Linked DNA regions of Zea mays: region 1 is linked to region 2. A link is a contact called in public Hi-C data. All regions are on one chromosome and are shown on one strand. Each heading gives the region's core, a stretch centred on a gene start, on an enhancer-like site or on the middle of the called end of the contact. The rest is flanking DNA. Distances are from core to core; before and after follow the strand shown. Region 1 holds the start of LOC100285105. Region 2 holds the start of LOC100279471.

Evidence for each region. A called contact is a pair of places that touch in the nucleus more often than the background predicts.
Region 1: a contact with region 2 is called in a Hi-C map of tassel, with 4 times the contacts expected there. The contact joins the promoter of LOC100285105 here to the promoter of LOC100279471 in region 2. A contact is called at or near these places in 4 of 25 Hi-C or Micro-C datasets (ear, endosperm, leaf and 1 more).

What each region holds. Positions count from the first base shown.
Region 1 is chr7:163,881,819-163,888,026 of Zm-B73-REFERENCE-NAM-5.0, reverse strand. LOC100285105 reads right to left here and starts at 2,685. Exons shown (of 4, transcript NM_001158000.1): 1 at 2,558-2,685; 2 at 1,139-2,476; 3 at 765-1,019; 4 at 344-593. The coding sequence starts at 2,627. The coding sequence ends at 502.
Region 2 is chr7:163,724,360-163,730,479 of Zm-B73-REFERENCE-NAM-5.0, reverse strand. LOC100279471 reads right to left here and starts at 4,697. Exons shown (of 7, transcript NM_001152475.1): 1 at 3,824-4,697; 2 at 1,994-2,128; 3 at 1,655-1,785; 4 at 1,373-1,583; 5 at 1,044-1,281; 6 at 712-862; 7 at 138-621. The coding sequence starts at 4,694. The coding sequence ends at 292.

The DNA.
Region 1 (6,208 bases), core at 1,436-3,935, 160 kb before region 2:
TTATGAAACCTAAAAATGTGTATTTTTCCTTTTTCTACTACGACTCTTTTTATTCTTCTTGCCCCCCCCCCCCCCCCCCCCCCCCCCCCCATCTCGCGTGAACTCTCGTGCGTTCGTCTGCACAGTCCTATCATGACGACTGGCGAGGCACATACTCAGCGGCCATGGAATAAACAAAGAGAGAGGGAGATTGAAGAGAGTTTTTTTTTTGAATTTAACTAACTGACAGATGGTGATGGCGTAGTGGTGGTTTGGGATTTTTTTTTTTAGTTTCATAGCGTAGCTGAGAATATAAAAAAGTTAAGGACCCCAGATGTATTTTTAAAAAAGCTACAGTATCCGATAAAGCCAGAAGCCGGGAACCAAACCTAGCAGGAGATCCGCCTCAGGAAACAGGAACGATGGTTCATGAGTGTCCGAAAAGCAAAGCAACACAAAGACATCAGTTATCCTGATGTGCAGATGCCAATGTTTACATTATTCTACGTTCCTAGTACGAGGTTAAACCGAACTTGTCTTGAATCCTCTAGACTTGACTGTTGTTGTTTCTTGAATCCAAGCTTTCGACGGGAGGACGCACTTCCCAATAATCTCTGCGGTGACCACACAATGCAAGCAAACAAAAGTGAGCCTACAGTTCACTGGATTTCTGGATCCCCCACGTGGGAGACATGTTTCACGCTTTCAGCAGTGAGGGACAGCTGGAGTCACGGCCGGCGACGGCGAGAGAAAGAAAGAAAGAAGCGTGGCGTTCGTGGACTCACTTGGCGCGTGGTAGACCACGGAACCGGCTCCGGCGAAGTCGCACGTCCCGCTGCCCCGCCCCTTCCGCTGGTAGTAGCTGTTGAACGCGTACGAGGCGTGGGCGACCACGGTGTTGGGCTCGAAGCACGCTCCGCCGGGCTGTATGGCGCCGCAGTCCGCGCCGTTGGCACACGCGTAGTTCAGCGCTGCCAGCAGCCGCGCGTCGCCGGCCGCCGCATTCGCCACGCACCAGCTCACGTTCGGGTCACAGGTGCCTACATGACACGAACACAAGTAAACAACACGTTGCCATGCATACCACTAGAAGTAGAAATTGAGAATCTGTGTGTGTGTGAGAGAGAGAGAGAATCGGCGATGGAGATCGAGAACTCACCAGCTGGTTCGTGATACACGACGTAGGCGGCGCCGTCGAAGTCGCACGCCGCCTTGGCCCGGCCGTTGCGCTGGTAGTAGCTGTTGAACGCATACGAGGCGTGCGCGAGCCTGGTGTCGGGCTCGAAGCACGGCGCGCCGGGCTGGATGGCGCCGCAGTCGGCGCCGTGGCCGCACGCGTACTCCAGCGCCGCCTGCAGCCGCGCGTCCCCGGCGGACGCGTTCGCCACGCACCAGCTGGCCACCAGCGCGCCGCCCCGGAAGTCGAACTCGTACACCTTCGTCCGGTTCGGGTAGAACAGCCCGAAGTGCTGCTCGACGTCGTCCGCCCCGTCGCCCTTCTGGTTCTCGTTGAAGAGGGAGAAGATGTAGACGTCCATGTCGGCGTCGGGGTGGTACGGGGTGCCCGTGTCACCGGACAGCACGCGCTTGATCAGGTAGTTGTTGTACGCTTGCGCGTTGGCTACCGAAGCCGCTTCACCTCCAGCCTGCTCCAACTCCAAACGCCTCCCGCCGCCGCGTGGGCGTGGCCGCGGCCTGCCGCCGCGTTTGGGTTTGCCGCCGGAAGGCCACCCGCTCTCCGAAACGTGCGCTGCTGGCGCCACGGATTTTGGCCCCCGCGCACTGGATCTGGACGTCCCCAGCTTCTCCATCGCGAAGTACGTGGCGTCGAGCTGGGCGTCCAGGAGGCTGTGGTACACGAGCCCGGTCACGGGGTCGCGCACGCCGGTGGCGTTGGAGTTCCCCAGGGCGTAGTCGAGGGAGATCTTGTCTGGCTCCTCGGCGTACGCGAAGAACGGGTAGGCGTTCACGGTGAGGTACGACCCGGTCCGCTCCAGGAAATCGATCATGGGCTTCATCACCGACCGCGCGATGTCGTCCCGGAACCTGCCCGCGGACGGCGGCCACGACTCCTGGAGCGCGGTGAACGCGATCGGCGTCGAGACCTTCACGGCCCCGTCCAGGCCAAGCTTCACCAGCGCGTCGTGCACGTTGGACATGGCCGGGACGAGCTGCCCGGTCAGGTTCTTGGCCTCCTCGAACACCTCGTTCCCGACGGCGACGGCGTGGATCTGCGTGGCGGGGTAGTACGCCGCCACGTTCCTCCGCACCCACCGTCGCGCGCTCGACGGGTCCGCGGCCGCCGCGGCGAGCTTGTCGTTGGGTAGCATTACCATCACCGTGATCCCGGTGTTGGCCAGGGCCTTGAGCACCTTTGAGTTGGCGTCGTAGAGCCTCACCGAGGTGATGCCGCTCTTCTTCAGCAGCTTTACCACCGAAGCCGTGCCCGGCAGGTCGTTCCCTAATCGGCCGTAGCTCACGCCCACCACGCCGGCATCTACATTGTACACGATGGACAACGATTAGCACTAGATTGGACCTGTAAAATAAGCAGCAGGTGCGAGCCGAACGCGGTTACCGGCAGGGGAGAAGGGGAGCACAGCCAATGCGGTACTCAGGAGGACGACGAAGACGTTAGTCAGGGCCATGCTCCTCTCCTCAGTAGTCAGTAGTGGCGACGAGACGGCAGGACCCGCGAGACATGCTGAGCAACCAAAGGTGCGTGGGATTTAGGTAGTGTTTGGATGGAAAGGATGAAGAAGGATGAGGTGTGAATTGTGATCATTCTAAGTTGACTCATGTTTGGTTTGGAGGTCCAGAGTCAGGGTCAAGGAATATTCTTCAAAAATAGTGGATAGGGTCACCCCTCAAAAAATAAGGGACGAGGTCAACTCAGGGTTGATCCCGTCCCATCCCTCATTGACACTGAACCAAACATCATATAATTATAACCGGGCGGGGTCCTCGCGTGTAATGGAATGGAAGGTGCTCAAACTCACAACCATCAAGGAGTATTGTATCTGTTCATCGGATAAACTAGGCACGTGTTCTTGCATATAAAAAACGCAAGCGTCAAAAAATCGTGGATAAATTCTGGGATCAGGCTGATTAACTAAGGCCCCGTTTGTTTGGTTGGAATTGAATTCCATTTCAATAATTATAATTTTTACAAAACTAATTAAGTTCATATATTTATATATGTAATATATTTGTATATTATCTTAAATTATATGCGAGAGATAGTTATATACTACATATATGTTATAGCGAAGCAAGTAGAACAGTGTGTTATAATTTGTACATCGGAAAATTAGCATGTAAATCTATAGAATCAATTTCCAACTCTCACCCCATGAATTTGAGATGATCTTATATGATAACTTTGGAAAGTGGTGAAATGTCACATTCTAAAAAATAGCCTATTTTATTAGTAAGATTCCAATTCCTCGAAATGAAAGGAAACAAACGGGACCTAACCAAAATTGACGATTTTCCTTATTTACTCATAGCCTCATATTCTAACACTATATAATCGTACTCCCTCCACTTATGGCCACCAAAACACGTGGCCTACGAGCCCGACAAAAAGCCCACTCTTTGGGCTCGATCGAACCCGACACGGTCCTGCTCTATGCGTCCCTGGCCCAGCTTGGCACGAGCGACGTGCCAAGTTTGTTTAGAGTTTTTGGCCTATCGGACTAGCCCAAACACGATACATTCTAAAATGTGCTAAGACTCGAACCGTTTAATAAGGCAAACGTTGCAAAGATATCTTTATCTTTTATTTAAGGTCTATCAATATTTGTGATATGTGTATTATTTGTAATATATGCTATTGTATTTAGATATATCCTTCAACTGTGATTTATAAATATGTTCAATTTTTATGGCGATCTAATTTTAAGCTTGGTTTATGCGTCGGCGGACTTGTGCTGGCTGGATGTTCATTTTCGGGCCGGACTTACTGAGCCCGCCCAGCACGGTTGGGCTCGTGCTAGACTCGTTCACATAGTTGAGCCCATCGGGCAGCTCGATCCAACCCGGATAATTATTCAGGTCTAACTGTACCGTGCCTAAGCGGACCGTGCTTCATCGAACCCGGGTCGAGCCAGACGACTCGTTTGGACATATCTACTCCACTCCATCATGAATAAAATCAATACATTAGATTCTTCTCAATTTAGAATTTTTTATTTAATTAAATTTATAAAAAGCTAAATATTTATGATACCAAATAAGTACACTAAAAATATATTTTATAGGAATCGTGTTTAGTATTTTCATTGCCTGATTCTGTTACTATTTTTTGCTCGGTTTATAAATTCTATAGAAAACATTTTTAAGGACGATTGAGGGTGTCTTCAGCAGCTTTTCTACTTCAAACTTTATTCTACAAACAGTACATAAAACAGTGTCTTCTACAATGTTGTACTTGCATCCTCTATTTTACATGATCTACCGAAGATAATATTTGCCTATCTTTAAAGATAAGTTCTGGAGGGCTAGATAGATAAAGCTGCCACTCCTATAAACCATCTACAGTTAGAGTATATCTCTACTACTACTTAAGTCCCTAGTGTAGACGTCCACAATTTTTGGTTCTGCCGTCTACCGTCGCCCACGCTCTCTCGGCAGCCATCGTGGAAGGGGAATCTCCAACCAGGGAAGGTCCGCGTAGTTCCATGGAAGGTTCGTCTCCGCTCTCCTCTCTGCTGTCTCTCTCGCCGCCATCTGCGTGCTCTCTCGCCGCCATCTCCGCGTCCCCGCTCTCCTCTCTGCGCGCTCTCTCGCCACCAGACCCGCCCGCCATCTCCTCTCTGCTGTCTCCAAATTTGCGCGCTCTCTTGCCGCCAGACCCGCCCGCCATCTCCTCTCTGCTGTCTCCAAATATGTGCGCTCTCTCGCCCCGTCTGCTCCCCCCCCCCCCCCGCGATACTCCCCGCCTGTAGGTAGAAGAAGGCCAGCGCCTTGGCCAGTGCTGCCCGGATCACGGCCGGGGCCTCGCCCGCGCCCGACCCTCGGCTGCTCCCCCTCCGTGATACGCCCCGCTTGTGGGTAGAAGAAGGCCAACGCCTTGGCCAGCACCACCCGGATCACGGCCGGGGCCTCGCCCGCGCCCGACCGGAAGATGTGCATCGACTCCACCAGGATCCGGAAAGGAATCATCACAAGGAAACCTCTGCGTCCTTGTCCTCCCGTCTTCGGCGCCACACCATGTTCGCCGCGACCTCCGCCGCGACCTCCGCCCCACCCCCACCTCCAGGTCATCCAGCCTCATCCCAATCGCGACAAACCAGAGGAGAGCACGAGAAAATTCCCAATCCGCAGGCCACCGCTTCCCCTCTCCGTTTCCTCCAAATCCAATCGTCTCCAACCGTCAATCCGCCCGCCACCTCCACCACCGAATCCCAGGCAGGCATGGAGTGCGAGCCAGAGGAGCTCTGTTGGGCGGCGTTGGCATCGTGGAGGGGGAGCAGCTGGGGCGCCCCGCCATCCGCTGCACCACCAACGACATCTACTTCGCGGATCGTCTCCAACCGTCGATCCGCCCGCCACCTCCACCACCGAATCCCAGGCAGGCATGGAGTGCGAGCCAGAGGAGCTCCATTGGGTGGCGTCGGCATCTACCGCTTGTCCGCCTACCACACCGCCTTCGCGCTCCTCTTTGCCTACCACGTCGTCGTCGTGCTCGTCTTCGTTGGCCTCCTCGTCGCTGCAGAGCATGGCTCCGGCGGATGCAGACACGGATGAGTTTGTGATGGCGGCCGCCACCAAGGCTGCCGACAGTGGAGAAAGGTTGATATCTTGATCTCTAATACCCTGAATGGCAAGCCTCCATATTCCAGCTACGCATGTAGACACACGCTAATACCCTGAATAGCAAGCCTCCATACCTGTTGGGGACTTGTTCTTAAATGCTATGAATTAAGAACAAGGCAACATAAAATGTTAAATGTTAATGTTCTTCGTCCAACGAAGCATTATTCCCTTGGGGATAATGGACCTTGGACGAAGGTTGATGGCAATGCAATTACGAAGGTTATATCTTCGTAATCGAATTCTAACAGATTGTATAAAATGACATAAAATATAAAATATAGAATATCAAAGGTAAATGAATCATAAATAAACCATATTTTATCCATTCATTATATTTAAGTGTTGAATACAATTATACCTCTGCCTTGACAAAGATTGGTTCACGAGTGACGCGATTGCAAATACCGAA
Region 2 (6,120 bases), core at 3,448-5,947:
TCACTCCCTTCAGGTTTTCCTAAAATTCCCATAAGTCCTTCCATTTGAGGAAACACGAGTAACAATATTTCCTATAAGTAACGATAATTCAAATAACCATCTACAGATAAATATGTCACAACTGACTCAGATTTGCTAACTGAAATATACGACTTTATAATTAGAGGGGCCAGTGGAAACATAACTGAAAAGTCAGTAATACAGACGCTAGAGCATTGCGCTATGTCCAGTTTATTCATGCAATATAATAATCCAATTACTCTAGCAAGTGGCAACATGATGCTTCAAGGCTCATCTTGGTTCCAATTCTGTAATTGACACTTCATTTGGTGATACCGCCCCTGTGGTTTGGGAAGCTGTAGGATATGATTCTGAATAAACAGTTGAGTAATAACCACTCTTGGGAATGAAAAATACTGGCTTCAACGGAGCCTGGAGAGAGGAAGTGCTGCTGCTGAGCATGACGTTTACTGTCGACATCATCGGCCTATCGACCGGACTGTCCTGAACACACAGTAGCGCGATGTGGACACATTTCAGCATCTGCTGTGCAGGAGCTTTGCCTCTCAGAGATGGGTCCATAACCTCAGCAATTGTTCCCATGGTCCAGTGCTCCCAAACCTGTATCAATTGTCAAAAATGCAAATTTTGTTTAAGTGTTTTTGAAGCAAATTACTTGTGTAGAGAGTTTGGGATAGCAGAATGTCTTACAAGACTTAAGAGGTCAACAGACTGGTCGATGTTAAAGGAACCACTGCTTCTTCTTCCGGTTAAGATTTCTAGAACCAAGACGCCAAAGCTGAAAACATCGGACTTTATAGAATAGTGGCCACGCATGGCATACTCGGGTGCCATATACCCACTGCAACATCAGGGGAGAGGAGATTCACTATGGTCAATAATAGAGGGCAAAGCTAGACCAAAAGCTTACTAATAAATAGTGTTTAAAAAGTGTTTTTATTTTTCTCTTCTTTGTGTGCCAATTTTAGGTAAGTGGGTGGGAGGCATGGTGCCCCCCCCCCCCAGTTTGTAAGTAGACTTACTATGTTCCAACAACGCGACTTGTAATCTCCCGGGTTTGATCCCCTCCAAATAGCCTAGCCAGGCCAAAATCTGAAATCTTAGGTGTATAATCAGAGTCTAAAAGGACATTGCTCGCTTTAAGGTCCCGGTGAATGATCTTCAGCTGAGAATCCTCATGGAGATACTGTAGTCCTCTGGCAATTCCATTTATTATCTTGAATCTGGTTCCCCAATCTAGCTCCTTGTTTCTCTCAGGATCTGGCAGTTGAGCAAGAAACTTCATGTCAGAAATGTTAAATTCTGATATTATAACTAGTTCTGTCGGAAACAGATTATGACAAAACGGTACCGAAAAGGATGGTGTCGATGCTTCTATTGGGCATGTATTCATACACAAGCAGTTTCTCATGTTCTTGCAAGCAAACACCAACAAGCCTAACAAGGTTCTTTTGTTGGAGCTTGGCAACCAAAACAAGCTCGTTTTTCAGCTCTTGTATCCCTTGCCCTGAACTCTGTGACAGCCTCTTCACTGCAATTTCTTGACCATCACGAAGGATGCCCTGCGTAAGCGTGAATCCTTCAGTTGCTGAAATTGAAAATGCTTTATGAATGGCTAGCATGAGTGTGGCACCTTATAGACAGCACCAAAGCCTCCTTCACCAAGCCTATTGCTCTCGGCAAAGTTACCAGTCGCGGCACGTAAAGTTGATATATCAAAAAGAAGTGACTCGATGCTTTCCATGTCTCCAGCAATTGTTGAATCTGTCAGAATATATAATGAAAACATGTATAATGGCCCGTTACAATCTACAAAAATCTACTATGTCCGTTTTGAATTATATGTCATTCTAGATTTTTTAGAAATATATCTTTTGCTACACACCTAGATATATATTATGTCTAGATACATCATACTAAAAGCTACCTCTTGCAAATCTGTTTACAGTTCCAAATTGTCAAGACAACTTACAAGATGGTGTCTGCTCCCTTGCTTGTTTTCTCCTCCTCGAGAAGAAACATAGACAAACAAAACTGATCGCTAGCACCGCAGCAATTATCGGCAACACAATTGCTAAAGCAAGTCCTGTTTTGGTTCTGGTTCTTCCTGTAGACAAAGGCCACAAACTTCAGCAAAAAGCATGCTGCAAATCTTAGAAACAATTCAGTTATAATATGAACCACTTCATATAAGACATATTTTACTGCAATCAAGGTTCTTTTTAAGATGCATGTATAGACTCAAGCACTTGTAGTTGTAGTGGGGACTTTGAAGTAGTCCAAGCACTAAGAACGATAATGTTAACATTATGGAAATCGACTACTAGTTGAGTAGCACCATGGTCCATTGCAATATGTTATTTGCAAAAAGTTCCAACAGAAAAAAATAAAATAAAGATAACTTTACGACAAGTTTTCATCTTCTTCTGTGCCTTTTCCTAATTAGCAGATCATGCAGTGCACATTGATTAGTGCCTACTTATCCCCGTTGGAAGTGGAACTAACCACACTGCTTTGTAGACTGGCATAAATCACTATGCTAAATGAGAGCACAAGCGCGCTTGAAATGGAATGGGCAAAGGCATGGTGAGCCATTTTTCTCCGACATGATTTACACAAGAGTTGTGTGGCGTACATGGTTGTTTTATATAACAAGGCTGTTGTCTTTTATATACTCCCTCCATTTCAATTTAGAATTCGTTTGACTGTTTTATTCCAAATTTGACCGACTCGTTTTATTAAAAAAATCATAATTATTATTAATTTTACTGTGATATCATCTACTATATAATATAATTTAAATATCATCTACTATATAATATAATTTAAATATGGCTTTGAATTTTTTAATTTTTTAAATAAGACAAGCTAGTGAAACTTGTCATAAAAAAGCCGAACAAATTATAAATTAGGATAGAGAGTACTATATATTAAGGCTGTGCGCAGCGGTACGCGCTAGCCTTCCCCCTCCCCTTGCATGCCGGCTGTAGGGGTCACCCTACCGCCGCAGCGGTGTCCCCTACAGCGCACCCTACGCGTCGGTCTCCTTCTCTCTCCCCCTAGATCTAGCGTGTCACTGTTCATCACCCTAAACACTATGTTGTGGGTCCACCAGTAATTGTTAGTAGATAAAAAATTGATAGTTGATATAGAAAACGATATTTTATAGTTGTAGTGGGGTATAGGGGAGTATTTAGGGGAAACCGCTGCGGGAGATGAAAAAATAGGGGGAAATATAGGGGAGAAAAGTGATATAGGGAGAAAAATTTAGGGATAATGGTTGCGGATAGCCTAATGCCTTGCATAGTATGTGTCTTGATGCATAGTATGTGTTTCTCTAGAAGTAGTCAACTAAGAAGTCTTCAGCGTACTGTAGTCGCTGTTTCCGGTCAACAAAGTAGTAAACGATAGCGACGGGACTGCAGAGATGTCAAGATCCTCAAAGAAAACCAGTGTACACGGTTGTGTCCGCTACCAAAATCTGTTGACGAAACTGTAGCTCCCAGATAATTCAAATAGAAGACAGAGAGTTTCAGTCGTTTGATTGGAATGACCGATTCAAGAGTCGTGCGAAACTAGTATAGTGGACATTTTTTTTCTCCCAGAAAAGAAGTACAGTGCCACAGTGGACAAAAAAGGGGGAGATAATTTGGGTTGTTTGAGTGTGCGCATGTTTTTTTCTTTTTCGTGTAATCGTGTTCTTGAGACGAACCTCCTGTTTTAAAATCTGATTTGAAGGAGCCATCTAGGGCTAAAAACGAACAAAAACTAAAAACTTGGCAATCTGTTGCTGATATCTCACCTGGTGGGGTTGCCGTCGGCGTCACGTTAAATGCCGTAGGAGATGGCAGTGGCGCCGGTGGCGACGCCGCTGGCAGACGTAGCGAGGGCGCTCCGGAGAAGAAAGAATACACCTCGTACCTGAAATTGCACCGCGTCCCTATAATCCTCCCGCCCTTACTTCCGCTGAGAGACCCTGGCATCGCCGATATTATGCTCCCAAGGCAGCTCCGGCAGTCTGCGGACGACATGTCCGGCGTGCACTGCGTGAGCCCGTAGATGGTGGGGTAGCTGGCGTCGAAGCCCTCTTCCCCCGTGGCAAACCGCGACGAGTTCGCCGCCGCGTAGTCGCCGGTGGCGTTGAGGAGCATGACGACGGCGGCGTCGAACGCCTGCACCGGCGAGCTCACGCTCTGAGTGTTCATGAGGATGATGTTATCATTGCCGTTGTCGGTGGTGCTGGCGATGAAATCCTGGTTGGAGAAGCGGAGGTAGCAGTCGTCGTAGACCACGGCCGCGTCATTCTTGTAGGGGCAGAGCTGCTGCGCGTCTTGAAACCCCGTGGCGACGCAGGAGCCGCAGGCCGTGGCGTTGGTGTCCCCGCGGCAAAGCGCGAGCGCGTAGACGACATACGGGACGGCGCCGACGCTGCCCTCCGCGAAGAGGTTCCTCGAGCGGGACGCGTTCGCGGAGAGCGCCTTGGCGAGGCTTTCGAGGTTGGACTGGTAGGTGCTGTTGGCCGTGTAGTTGCCGGTGTTCCCGCAGAGCTGCCACGCCTGCGCAGCGGCCCGCGGCGAGAAGAGGAGGAGGGAGGCGACGGTGAGGAAGAGAAGGTAGCCCATGACGAGGCGCGGGGAGGCGACGCGACCCAACGCGGCCGTGGCCGTTGCCATGGCGTTACGGCTGCTCGTGCCGTCTTGCGTGGCGAGCAGTGATATAGAGGAGGGTAGTGCCGTGGCCTCTGGCCTGTGCGTCGCCGTCGTGGTCTCTGGCCTATGCTAATAAGGAGCATGAAGATGTACTTTATCCTGCCGCACACCCGTTTGAAATATGTCAGTACAAACCTTTGAAATATGAAATACAAAATTTTCAATTAAAAAGTTTTATTCCAGCTGTACAAAGTCCATATCATACCAGTAGAAGTTTACAATATAATATGCTACTACAATAATAGAAGGATACTAAAATAAGAGTGTAATACAAAGTTTTGAATCTTAGGGTAGAATAATTAAAACGAGCCAGTATAAAGTTTATGAATATAGGTGTGCAGTTTTAAAAATCCCAAAAAATTTAACCTGGCTATATATACAAATTTTACAATATCATATTATAGTTCAAAGTTAATAAATTCTGAATGCAGAGTTGGATCTAGGAGTATAATGTCGTTGGATATTACAGAAAGATTTCAAATTCAGAGAGCAAAATTTTGAATGATGTCTATAAAGGTTTTCGATATCAGATTTAAAATCTAAACAAGTAGCAAAAGTTTGAACTCGTAATTTCAAAGTTTGCAATATTTTTTTAAAAAAATAGATCACATCAGATTAATAAAATAGAAAAAACTAATTAACGAATCAGACGTATGCACAAAACTAGATGGTCCTCTAAACCAACTATTAGTGGAACTACATGAATCGACTAGTACTACCTTATTGAATTTATATAATAGATCACACATGTAATTAGCTCAAAAAAACCTATCAAACTTCAAACCAGTATACATTTACCATTTAGTATGCGTGTGCGCGTTGAAAATAGAAACAGCGGAGGCGTGTCCAATAATAATTTGGGGGCAGCGTCATGCATTCAGGGTACGAAGCTTCAACAGTGAGATGTCATGTCCCGAACGAATTGACCAGGTAGACCAACGGTCAACGGAGACCCATAATTCTCTTTCTAATAATCTTTCTAAATCTTTTTTTTGGAAAAGTAGGGAAAATTCGTGGAAGTAATTTGGACTTGCAGTCCCCGGCAGGATTGGAACGAGGTCATGTTTTATACTCTCTCAGCCCTAAAATATTCATTATCATTTGAATGTGGACGAAAAAAGTGAATTAAAAAGAATTATATTTTAGAACGGATGAAGTATCATAAAATGGTCTATAGTTTATTAATAAAAGTTAACTATTAAACTTTAGACTATTTTACATTATATATATATGATCTAACAAATTAATATAGTACTTTTTATCATAATGCCTGAACCTTTAACAACACTCAAGAGCTCAAATTATTTTAAGTTTAATGTCTATCAACTCTCTCGGTCCCTAAATAGAACATTAGACAACTCTAAATATTCGTTTTTGACAAATGTGAAAA